Linked DNA regions of Mus musculus: region 1 is linked to region 2. Evidence: chromatin contacts called from public HiChIP or PLAC-seq data. All regions are on one chromosome and are shown on one strand. Each heading gives the region's core, a stretch centred on a gene start, on an enhancer-like site or on the middle of the called end of the contact. The rest is flanking DNA. Distances are from core to core; before and after follow the strand shown. Region 1 overlaps Psd3 (pleckstrin and Sec7 domain containing 3). Region 2 has its middle 76 kb from the start of Nat1.

Region 1 (6,236 bases), core at 3,104-5,603, 300 kb before region 2:
GACAAGCATTAGGGAAGAGTGACATTTAATTTTAATGTATATTATGTTTGGTGAGACATTGCCATATCTTCTTGGAGGTCAAACTTCATCATCTCCTGTTGAGAACTACTGCTCTTCCCAGTGACTGTACATCTGAGAGCTTCAAATTGACAGACCCACAGTCTGATCATAGCCTCCTGAATGCCAGAGGGTTTGGGGTAATTTGAATTTTTAAAGTGTATAACAAGAAGATGAGCACTCTTATGGAAGGATAAAGTGTTAGGAAAATCAAAGGTCCACGTAAGAGTGGTTAGTGCTTTGAGCACATTTGTTCATTATCCTGTCACTGGTGAGCTTTTCTTGAATTTGTTCTTGTCTTGCCTCCAAAACATATTAGCCTGGATTATTAAGACTGATTGCTGCCAGTGTGGCACAGCTCTTCCTGAACAGCTCTGCTGTGTAGGAGTCACCTTCTCTGTTGTTTTCTTCACAGTGCTGCCAGAGTACATTTTTCTTCTGTTGGGTGGAGAGACTACTTCAAACATTTAAAGTTTTCCCCCCTCCTTCTGGTGTAGCTGTCTAAACAGAATACCATGCCCCCAGTGCACACACACCGCACACTGGATAGTTTATTGAGGACTTTTTATACCCACCAAAGCAATCATTTTCAAGCTTGGATGCATACAGAATGATCTGAGAGTTGTATCACAGGCCCAGTTTGCATACCTATGTGATAATTAAAGTTCATGATGAGTCAGAAAGGATGCATGTGCCTCAGATATGCAGATAGCTGGCTAGGTAGATAGGTAGCATGTAGACTGTGTGTCACTCTCTTCCTTCCTTAGGCCTTTCACCACTTCCAATGCTTGTATCACATAAAGTGACTGTTTCTTGTATCTAGTCCTGTGGTCTTCCATTCATATTCTTGTAAAAGTTTAGAATGGTCAATCATTAGATACTAATCACTGTACATTAATGGAGGGCAAGCCACTGGTAAGAAACGAGAGTCCTGTGCTCACTGTTCACACTGGAATATCCACCTCTTACAGGTCTTTGGTATTGAACCTAGAGCCTCTTGCATGCTAGGCAAGCACTCTGCTGCCGAGCTACACCCAAAGTCCTTCCTTATTTTACCCTGTGGTTTAGCTGACAGCAGGAGTGCAGTGAGCCCACTGAGAAGACACAGAGAATGTGTGTGGTATGCCAGATGAGGAGTCATTCCTGTGGTTGCCTTCCTCATGGTGAGAACTATACATTCACCCACCCACATTTATTCGGTGTATCATGACATTGTGTACGGTATCATATATCAAGACACCACACTGAGCCTCACTGATGTGTACTGTTAACCCTACTCCCAAAAGTTAAACAAATCCAGGTGCACTGAACACATCTATAACTCAGCCAGGTGGGAGACTTGAGTCGGGAGAACGATCTCAAAGCCAGCCTAGGCAGTATTTCCATTCATTAAATATAAAAAGCAAAATATGAAATGCCCTTCAAAATAAAAAATCCTCTTGGGTAAGAGAAAATGAAATCTCATTTTACATTTTAATCGTCAAATAAGAATTGTCTTTATTTATAGTTACACAGTGTTTTTATAGTATGTATACATTGTGCAGTGATTAATAAAGCTAATTGATATTTGTGCCACTTTTGTGGTGAGAACATTTGACATACTTTTAGCAATTTCAAAATATGTATCTTGCTGTTATTAATTATAGTTTGCTTGAGTCACAACAGAATTCTTGAATTTATTCTTTTTCACTGACATTTTTGATCTTTGACCAATATCTCCCAAGTTCCCAGAATCTTAGGGTTATATAGCCACTAGTCTATCATCTAGTATCCTGTGGTGTGACATTTTTTAGATTTCACATAGAAGTGAACACATGTAGTGTTTTCCATGAGTCCATGTTATACTATATGTATAGAATTTTTTAAGGCTGAATATATTTGTTACATTTTGATCACTAATGGTCTCTATTGTTGGACACATAGTTTATGTTCATATCTTAGACACTGTGAGTCATGCTGCAGTGACCATGACAGTGTATGCATCTCTTTGACATTATTTCTTTCCTTCAATTATATAGTTGGAATCCTCACAGTTCTGAATCCTCAAGAAGCAAGGTCGGGGTGCCAGCAGGGTCACAGTCTGGAATAGCTCCCTAAGGGCTTCATATCATTGCTGCCCTTACTTGTTGCTGGATTTCTAGCCTTTCCCTGGTGTTTAGCATGCATACAGAGGGATCAAGCTTTCTAGTGTCTCCATAGGACACTGGGCCTTATGACCTCATTTGCCTTGATGAGACTCCATCTTCCAGTATGTGTGCAAGGGCTTAGAGCTTTAGCATACCCTTTTTAGAAAGACATCCATCTGTGACATGGTCTGTATGTTCCTTTATAGAGCATAACAGATAGATGAAAAAGTGTAAACCAAGCTCCTTAAGGCATTTTCATTGGCTTTTGGCATCATCTGTGAGGAGATGATGAGGTTGCCATAATCGTCACTATGTCTCTCTGTATCCATTCCTTGCCAGGATCTTGTTTTCATCCTCTACTTTACTTTTCTTTCATTATTTATTTTCTATTTGAGGACCTTAAATGTGCAAGTTATTTTCTTTAGGCTCTAGAGATGTCACTATTTTAGAGGACCCTAAGATACTGTATATGACTCTTTTTACTAAATAATAATTCTTTGTAAATATTAATTTTCTGGTAACTTTAAAAATTCATCTCTATCCAGCTGTATAAATTATATAATATAAAATTATGTTTTTGTTATATATTTATTGGTTATTTTGATTCTTTTTCATCTACCATCCATTTATTTTATACTGCACATGTAAAATTGCTCAAGATTGTGAACAAATTTTCATGGAAAAACAGAATGCTAAGCAGCTACACAACTGTACGGATGCCAAAGAATTAAAATAGCTTTTGTTTCAAGCATGGTTAAAGCTGCTGGATATGTCTTATCCCAATCATGAGGTGGAGGCAGGAGGGCAATGAGTGAGTTTCAAAGCCAGTCTATTCTACTCAGTGAGATCTTGTCTCAATAAGAAAGACAGACAGGAAGGAGGGAGGGAGGAAGGGGAAGAGGGAAGAAGGGAGGAGAAAAGGAGAGAAGAAAAGAGAAGAATCAAGTTTTCACTATGTTATGAGAGAGTTGAGAGGCATATCTTTTTAAGTAGTATATTACTAGGTTGATACAACTCGTGTCCAGGAATGGAAATCTTTCTCCACAGGATTGATCATTTTCTGTTAGTTCCTGGTGTGTGGACTAATGGTGTTCAGGCTGTAATTACTCTGTGTTTAACTGAATGGCTGCTTTGAGTCAATGAAGTTGAAGCAAGTGAGAACCTCTGCCACTCTAGGGAAGAATTTTATCTGCACATAGGTTTCATAAGAGCATTTCTTCATAGCACAATTTCTCCCCAAAAGAGAAACATTATGCAAATAAGTGTTCATTATGCTAGGCAGGGGGAAGCTAACAGCATTGCTGAGTGTGCATGAAGGGAGACACCAGGCCACGTGGCTCTCAGGAAAAGCACTTAATTGTTCAGCTTGTAACTAACTTGTTTGTCAGGGTTTCTCCTGAGAGGTCTGGTACCCATTTGGTGACAAGTTCAAATGATAAAGAGCTCAGAAATCATGTGGCTTTGTGACAAGAGATGGGCTAGTAATGTTAGACCCTGTTGCCATCCTAAAAAAGAATATTCTAACACTGGCCTTAAAAGGTTGGAAGGACTTAGGACCAATGATAAATGTTGATAAATTGAAGTCATTAAGCAGAAAGGATTTTATAGGCTTCCTGTGCTTTTCTTTGATTATTTTCTGCACACTGAATGACTTCATAATTTCCTGTAGGAGGAGCAGCTGAAGTCCCATGAAAGCAAGCTGAAGCAGATCACCACTGAGCTGGCTGAGCATCGCTCATATCCCCCAGACAAGAAGGTCAAAGCCAAGGATGTTGATGAGTACAAGCTGAAAGACCACTATCTGGAGTTCGAGGTATGGCTAACCTAGATGTTACCAAGTGGTGTTTTATGATCTGTGAAGTCCACACCTCATAGCACTCATGGTAGTGAGCTTGACTTGTCCTGGCTCCAATTTAGGACATCCTAATATGACAGGAGCCCTTCTAGCCTCACGTTTGTGAATTTATTTAGGCACCAAATAAATATCAATGTGATGGCCAGTTCATTCATGTCAAACAAACAGCCTCCAAGTTGGAATAGGGTGCACCTGTGACAAGGGTAACAAAAAGAACAACAGTAGGGGAAACATGCCAGGGAGGACAGCTGCTTGCTGTGACCCTGTGTTTCCTCCAACAGAGTTTAGGTCAAAATCAACACAGTGGAGGAAATGAGCTGCCAAGCGAGAGGAAGCACCTGCTCTTCTGCACACGCTTGCTGCTCGGTGACATCAGTGCACTCCTCTCTATCGCCCACCGCCATGCATTGCAGGAGGGGACAGCGGAACGAAGACTTGGCTCATTCATCTTGAATGACATGAATGCCAGTGTGGTGAGGAGAGAGGCAGATATTCAAACCCAAGCTGAAAGCCTTATCCCTGGGGCGCCCTTCATCTAAGGTTGCTCGCAAGTCAGTGCCAGCATTCTCCAGCCTTCGCTCTTGACAGTCACACTCAGATCCTCAAAGCATCTTTTTCTACAAGATGAAAAGAGGAAAAACTATATGTTCCATTTGTCTTTCACACACTCTTCTTTCATAGCTCATGCTGTCACTCATTGCACCTCCAGACTCTTCCATATCCTTCATTTTCCCTCATTCCCCGATTATATGGCATTTCTTCCTCAGGACTGAACCTGGGAGCATCTGAGCACTCACGTCTTAACCTTGTCTGCAGGGCTCCACCCTGAGCCCTCTTTGCCACAGCCATTGCCTGGGTGCCTCCTCTGTGCCAGCCTGGCTTCCATACCTCTCACAGGAGACTAGAAGTTGCCTCCTGTCCCATAGCTGTCCGGGCTCTTACAATCAAGTTCCAGACATGAATCTGAGAGGGTTTGCCTTTCTGTCCTATCTTGACCACATGTCTTTCCACATGCAGTGGTAACTAACATTTCTCCCTGCATCTGCATTACTTTGTTCAGCTACTCCTGCCCCTAGTATCCTTCCTATGGTTGTTATTTTGTGAGACCATCTGGGTAAGGCCCAGATCTTTCCTATAAAAAGCCTGTCTAGACACCCCATCCAAAATCAATCTACTGTGGAACTCACTGTGAGTTGGCTGTATTTTGAAGTTATATTAGTCTGTCCTTGGGTCTTTAGTGGATCCCATGGTCCCCAATGCAGTAAGTCCAAGGTCCTGCACTTGCTTGTTGATTTTCACAGAATGTCCTAGAAGTTGCTATCTGAGTCTTCACTGTAGCATTGCATCTAAGACAGAAGGCAGAGCCATAGCCACACACTACTCTCCTCTGTGGCAAAGGAGTCCTTGCTCCAGTCAGATGACATACAAGGAAAATCTTCTAGTAAAGTCTGAAAGTTTGTTATCTAAAGCTACCAAAGCCTTACCAGCAAAAGACTTGGAAAATTAATAAAAGGAAAAAGTGAATAGCAGCTCTTCTTTGACAAGGCTTGTTCACTCCTGGGAATCCTTAGTTCTCAAAAAGCAATCATTATTCTTCACACTTCTGTAGTAACGGGAAGCCATGGGCTTGGTTTTTGTTTCACACTTTCTAATTAAATTTCCCAACACCTCACTCCCTGGCTTCTAGGACTCATCACCTTGCTTTGAGCCCTTGACCCTTTAAGGGGAGAACCTACCCCAGGAGGTAGGGCCCTTTGAAAACCACAGGAAAGTATCCACTGCTAGGCAGAGACCAGTGTGTGGATCTTCTGTGGAGCCCTTTTCTTGAAAATGGAGTCCAGGGAGAAACGGCAATTCCATATCCTGAACCTTGAAAGTAGAGTATCTTTGGGGAAATCAGGTCTTGCTTGCTGTCGTTACCTCCTCAAGGAATTTGAAGATTGTATTCCAGGACTTCACTCATTAAAGTCAAACTCAGGATAAGGTGTCAAGTATGTTGAATTGTCTGTCAAGCTGCATTAACCTGTGTCAGAAAGGAAGGTCTAAAGGGCACTTACTGTTTGAATTTCATCAAAAATGTTGTGTGTGACATGAATAAATACTCTTGGAAATGTGATTCATTGTTTTTCACTAACTCAGATGAAAATTGAAGTAATGGATCATGTAGAATCTACTGTGCTGCGAGTTTAGCCACAGAA
Region 2 (6,440 bases), core at 342-2,841:
GAATTTGTCTCTACTCAAAAACGTTAGGAAAGACTAGCAGGGCTGTCTGCGGAAGAACATGAGTTCTTTTGCCCCAGATGGCTATCTCACCATCTGGAATCCACAGCTGACTTTACTGAAACGCTCTCTGGCTTCTCCCATCCAGCAAGGCTGGCTCGTTGGGAAGGATCACAGTGGCTGACCCAGCTCCTGAGTTCTAACAGATTCCTTGGGGAAATGGCTGGAAGGACGGTAGAAAAGCACAGAAAGTTTAGGGTACCCAGGAGGCAAGAGGAAAGCTTTTGTTTCTAGAATCTGACCCGAGTCTCTCCATTGTCTGAGGGTTAAGAATTTTGTCATATAGATATTTCCTTTGCTTGGTTAGAGTCACACCAAGATATTTTATACTATTTGTGACTATTATAAAGGAAGTCACTTCCCTAATTTCTTTCTCAGCCTGTTTATCCTTTGACTAGAGGGAGGCTACTGATTTGTTTCAGTTAATGTTGTATCCAGCCACTTCGTGGAACTTGTTTATCAGCTGTAAGACTTCTCTGGTAGAATTTTTGGGGTCACTCAAGTATACTATCATATCATCCACAAACAGAGATATTTTGACTTCTTCCTTTCCGATTTGTAACCCCTTGACCTCCTTTTTTGTCATATTGCTCTGGCTAGCACGTTGAGTACTGTATAGAATAGATATGAAGAGAGTGGACATCCTTGTCTTGTTCCTGATTTTAGTGGGATTGCTTCAAGTTTCTCCCCATTTAGTTTGATGTTGGCTATTGGTTTGCTGTATGTAGCTTTTATTATGTTTAGGTATGGGTTTTGAGTTCCTGATCTTTCCAAGATTTTTTTTTAACATGAAGGGGTGTTGAATTTTAGCAAAGGCTTTTTCAGCATAAATGAGATGATCTTTTTTTTTTCCCTTTGAGTTAGTTTATATAGTGGATTACATTGATGCATTTCCATACATTGAATCATCCCTGTATCCTTGGGATGAAGCCTACTTGATCATGGTGAATGATTGTTTTGATGTATTTTTGGATTTGATTTGCAAGACTGAATTCAGTATTTTTGTATTGATATTCATGATGGAAATTGGTCTGAAGTTCTCTTTCTTTGTTGGATCTTTGTGTGGTTTAGGTATCATAGTAAATGTGGTTTCATTCCACTATGTTTGTAGCAGCCTTATTTATAATAGCCAAAAGTTGGAAAGAACCCAGATGCCCCTCAACAGAAGAATGGATACAGAAAATGTGGTACATTTACTCAATGGAGTACTACTCAGCTATTAAAATCAATGACTTCATGAATTCGAAGGCAAATGGATGGAACTAGAAAATATCCTGAGTAAGATAACCCAGTCACAAAAGAACACACTATTGTAACCCCCGAATTACTGATAATTATCCCGTTTTTTAAATGTCTCACCAAAGAGACTTCAGTGTTATGTATAGTTTGCCTCTGTGTTTTCCCCCACAGAAGCTCCCATCCTCCCTCCAGCCCTCAGCAAGCTTGACATGCAGACAGCTGGTTTCTGTGCTATGTCCACCTGCAGCAAGGCCTGTGCTCCCTCCCACTCCCTGGCTGCTCTCGAGGGAACCCAGCCTAGCAGACATCCTGGGGAGTCAAACACCAGCACAGGACATCCTCCCTGCCTCTGTGTCTCCAAGGACTAGCACTTTTCCTGACAAACTGAACTCTCCAGGTGCCTGTCCTTGAGACCTTAAAGAAATAACAAACTCTAAGGAGATTAGAGCCCCATGTTTAGATTATGGGGAAAAGGTAATCAGAAGTCACAGACAGTTACAACCATTCATAAAATTAGTCCCTGATAAACAGACACCAATTAACTGCCCACCCCCCAGCTTCAGTTCTGTCCCACCAAATGATTAAAGACCTCCATTCCCCTTTTCTGTGAACATTCAGGGAATTCCTAACTATACTGTATATAAAACAGAGTGTTTTCCAGACTCAAGATTGCTTGCCAGTATCTACCCTGTGAGTGCGAGGCATGTGATCTGAGTTCAAACTTAAAACAAAGGACTCTTCTGCAAGTTGCAGCGGGACTTCAAAATTCTTGCTCTTGTCTGGGTTTCCCATGGACTCAGGGCATAACAACACATGGTATGTACTTACTGATAAGTGGATAATAGCTGAAAAGCTCAGAATACCCATGATGCAATTTCATAGACCATGTGAAGCTCAAAAAGAAGGAAGAACTAAGTGTGGATTCTTCGGTCCTACTTAGAAGAGGGAACAAAAAAAATCACTGGAGGTAGAGGAAAGGCCCTCCTGGGAGGGAGAGAGGAAGAGGAGGAAAAATGGAGGGCAGAATCAGGTATGGGAGACAAGTACAGAGGTTCAGGAATTGAAGGAAGGTATGTAACAGTGGGGGAATGGGGAAGTGGGAGCAGCCACTAGATAGTGCCAGTACCAGGTAAGCAAGAGATTCCTAGGACCCAACAGGGATGACATAAGTTGAAATACCCAACGAAGGGAAGATAGAACCTGTAGAGACAATATCCAGTGGTTAGGCATGGCCCCTGGTTGAAGGATGGGTCCACACACCCATCTCAAAAATATTAACCCAGAATTGCTCCTTTCTAAAAGTAATGCAGGGATAGAGTGGAACAGAGACTGAAGGAAAGGCCATCCAGAGATGGCCTTACCTAGCCATCCATCCCATCTGCAGACATTAAACCTAGACACTATTGTTAATGCCAAGAAGTGCTTGCTGACAGGAGCCATGTATGGCTGTCCCCTGACATGCTCGAGCCTGACCAATAGAGATGCATATGCTCACAGCCAACCATTGGACTGAGCAAGGAGAGCCCAATGGAGGAGTTAGGGGAAGGAATGAAGGAGCTGAAGGGGTTTGCTCAACAAACCCCTGATGGTTTTAAAACCTAGCTGGAGTTGCCTGGTCTTGCCAAGGTTTCCCACTTGAGCTTTGAGGAGTTTACCACCTGCTGAGCTAGCTTTGCAGCTCAATTCAGCTGAAACAAAGGATGGGTCTGTGGGCTTTCCCTATGTAAATGCAGAGCTGAAAATTAAACTTTGAGCCTTGATCAGAACCTCTGTCTTGGCTTCATCCTTCTCTTGACCCTGTTCTTTTTCACTTCCAGCCTCCCTTTTAGGTAGACCAAGTTCATCCATGGCTGCTGGACAGCTACACGACCCTATAGGAAGAACAACAATCAACCAATGCAACCCTCAGAGCTCCCAGGAACTAAACCACCAACCAAAGAGTACAAATGGAGGGACCTATGGCTCTAGCTGCACATGTAGCAGAGGATTGCCTTATCTGGCATCACTAAGAGGGGAGGCCCTTGATCCCCTGGAGGCTCGATGACCCAGGGTAGGGAAATGCTTGGGCAGTGATGCAGAAGTGGGTGGGGGAGCACCCTCATAGAAGCAGGGCAAGTGGGGGAGGGGATAGGGAGTAAACTGGGAAGGGGGGATAACAGTTGAAATGTAAATAAATAAAATAACCAGAATCGCGCAGAACCTGAGACTGCGGCACTTAGGGAAGCAGACTACCCGGGCCTGACCTGGGGCACAAGCCCCTTCCGCTCCACTCGAGCCCCGGGCTACCTTGCCAGCGGAGTCGCCCGACACCCGCAAGGGCCCACACAGGATTCCCAACGGGATCCTAAGACCTCTGGTGAGTGGAACACAGCACCGGCCCCAATCCAATCGCGTGGATCCTGAGACTGCGGTACATAGGGAAGCAGACTACCCGGGCCTGACCTGGAGCACAAGCCCCTTCCGCTCCACTTGAGCCCCGGGCTACCTTGCCAGCGGAGTCGCCTGACACCCGCAAGGGCCCACACAGGATTCCACAAGGGATCCTAAGACCTCTAGTGAGTGGAACACAACTTCTGCCAGGAGTCCGGTTCGAACACCAGATATCTGGGTACCTTCCCTGCAAGAAGAGAGCTTTCCTGCAGAGAATACTCTGCGCACTGAAACTAAGGAGAGTGCTACCCTCCCAGGTCTGCTTATAGAGGCTAACAGAGTCACCTGAAGAACAACCTCTTAACAGAGACAACTATAACAGCTAGCTTCAGAGATTACCAGATGGCGAAAGGCAAACGTAAGAATCTTACTAACAGAAATCAAGACCACTCACCATCATCAGAACGCAGCACCCCCACCCCACCTAGTCCTGGGCACCCTAATACAACCGAAAATCTAGACCCAGATTTAAAAACATTTCTCATGATGATGATAGAGGACATCAAGAAGGACTTTCATAAGTCACTTAAAGAATTACAGGAGAGCACTGCTAAAGAGTTACAGGCCCTTAAATAAAAGCAGGAAAACACAGCCAAACAGGTAGAAGTCCTTAAAGAAAAACAGGAAAACACATACAAACAGGTAATGGAAATGAACAAAACCATACTAGAACTAAAGGGGGAAGTAGACACAGTAAAGAAAACCCAAAGCTAGGCAACGCTGGAGATAGAAACCCTAGGAAAGAGATCTGGAACCATAGATGCGAGCATCAGCAACAGAATACAAGAAATGAAAGAGAGAATCTCAGGTGCAGAAGATTCCATAGAGAACATCGACACAACAGTCAAAGAAAACACAAAATGCAAAAAGATCCTAACTCAAAACATCCAGGAAATCCATGACACAATGAAAAGACCAAACCTACGGATAATAGGAATTGATGAGAATGAAGATTTTCAACTTAAAGGGCCAGCTAATATCTTCAACAAAATAATAGAAGAAAACTTCCCAAACATAAAGAAAGAGATGCCCATGATCATAAAAGAAGCCTACAGAACTCCAAATAGACTGGACCAGAAAAGAAATTCCTCCCGACACATAATAATCAGAACAGCAAATACACTAAATAACGATAGAATATTAAAAGCAGTAAGGGAGAAAGGTCAAGTAACATATAAAGGAAGGCCTATCAGAATTACACCAGACTTTTCACCAGAGACTATGAAAGCCAGAAGAGCCTGGACAGATGTTATACAGACACTAAGAGAACACAAATGCCAGCCCAGGCTACTATACCCGGCCAAACTCTCAATTACCATAGATGGAGAAACCAAAGTATTCCACGACAAAACCAAATTCACACAATATCTTTCCACGAATCCAGCCCTTCAAAGGATAATAACAGAAAAGAAGCAATACAAGGACGGAAATCATGCCCTAGAACAAGCAAGAAAGTAATCCCTCAACAAACCAAAAAGAAGACAGCCACAAGAACAGAATGCCAACTCTAACAACAAAAATAAAAGGAAGCAACAATTACTTTTCCTTAATATCTCTTAATATCAATGGACTTAATTCCCCAATAAAAAGACATACTAACAGACTGGCTACACAAACAGGACCCAACATTCTGCTGCTTACAGGAAACCCATCTCAGGGAAAAAGACAGACACTACCTCAGATTGAAAGGCTGGAAAACAATTTTCCAAGCAAATGGTCTGAAGAAATAAGCTGGAGTAGCCATTCTAATATCGGATAAAATCAACTTCCAACTCAAAGTTATTAAAAAAGACAAGGAGGGACACTTCATACTCATCAAAGGTAAAATCCTCCAAGAGGAACTCTCAATTCGGAATATCTACGCACCAAATGCAAGGGCAGCCACATTCATTAAAGACACTTTAGTAAAACTCAAAGCACACATTGCACTTCACACAATAATAGTGGGAGACTTCAACACACAACTTTCATCAATGGACAGATCATGGAAACAGAAACTAAACAGGGACACAGTGAAACTAACAGAAGTTATGAAACAAATGGACCTGACAGATATCTACAGAACATTTTATCCTAAAACAAAAGGATATACCTTCTTCTCAGCACCTCACGGGACCTTCTCCAAAATTGACCATATAATTGGTCACAAAACAGGCCTCAACAGATACAAAAATATTGAAATTGTCCCATGTATCCTATCAGACCACCATGGCCTAAGACTGATCTTCAATAACAACATAAATAATGGAAAGCCAACATTCACGTGGAAACTGAAAAACACTCTTCTCAATGATACCTTGGTCAAGGAAGGAATAAAGAAAGAAATTAAATACTTTTTAGAGTTTAATGAAAATGAAGCCACAACGTACCCAAACCTTTGGGACACAATGAAAGCATTTCTAAGAGGGAAACTCATAGCTCTGAGTGCCTCCAAGAAGAAACGGGAGAGAGCACATACTAGCAGCTTGACAACACATCTAAAAGCTCTAGAAAAAAAGGAAGCAAATTCACCCAAGAGGAGTAGACGGCAGGAAATAATCAAACTCAGGGGTGAAATCAACCAAGTGGAAACAAGAAGAACTATTCAAAGAATTAACCAAAGGAGGAGTTGGTTCTTTGAGAAAATCAACAAGATAGATAAACCCTTAGCTACACTCACTAAAGGGCACAGGGACAAAATCCTAATTAACAAAATCAGAACTGAAAAGGGAGAC

The links. HiChIP or PLAC-seq counts read pairs in DNA pulled down with a chosen protein or histone mark.
Region 1: a contact with region 2 is called in an H3K27ac HiChIP or PLAC-seq map of large pre-B cells, with 2.7 times the contacts expected there. The contact joins two enhancer-like sites. A contact is called at or near these places in 1 of 484 Hi-C or Micro-C datasets (ventricular fibroblasts) and 1 of 115 datasets of contacts at active chromatin or transcription factors (large pre-B cells).

The regions. Positions count from the first base shown.
Region 1 is chr8:67,711,443-67,717,678 of GRCm38.p6, reverse strand. Psd3 (pleckstrin and Sec7 domain containing 3) reads left to right here. Exons shown (of 16, transcript NM_177698.4): 15 at 3,853-3,996. Among named protein-coding and RNA genes, the nearest start is that of Gm32888, 150 kb to the left of the region's middle. Within about 2 kb of position 4,353, at least 54 of the 459 cell types and tissues checked have an H3K27ac peak or open chromatin away from gene starts, as enhancers often do.
Region 2 is chr8:67,411,547-67,417,986 of GRCm38.p6, reverse strand. No RefSeq gene overlaps it. Among named protein-coding and RNA genes, the nearest start is that of Nat1, 76 kb to the left of the region's middle. Within about 2 kb of position 1,591, at least 3 of the 459 cell types and tissues checked have an H3K27ac peak or open chromatin away from gene starts, as enhancers often do.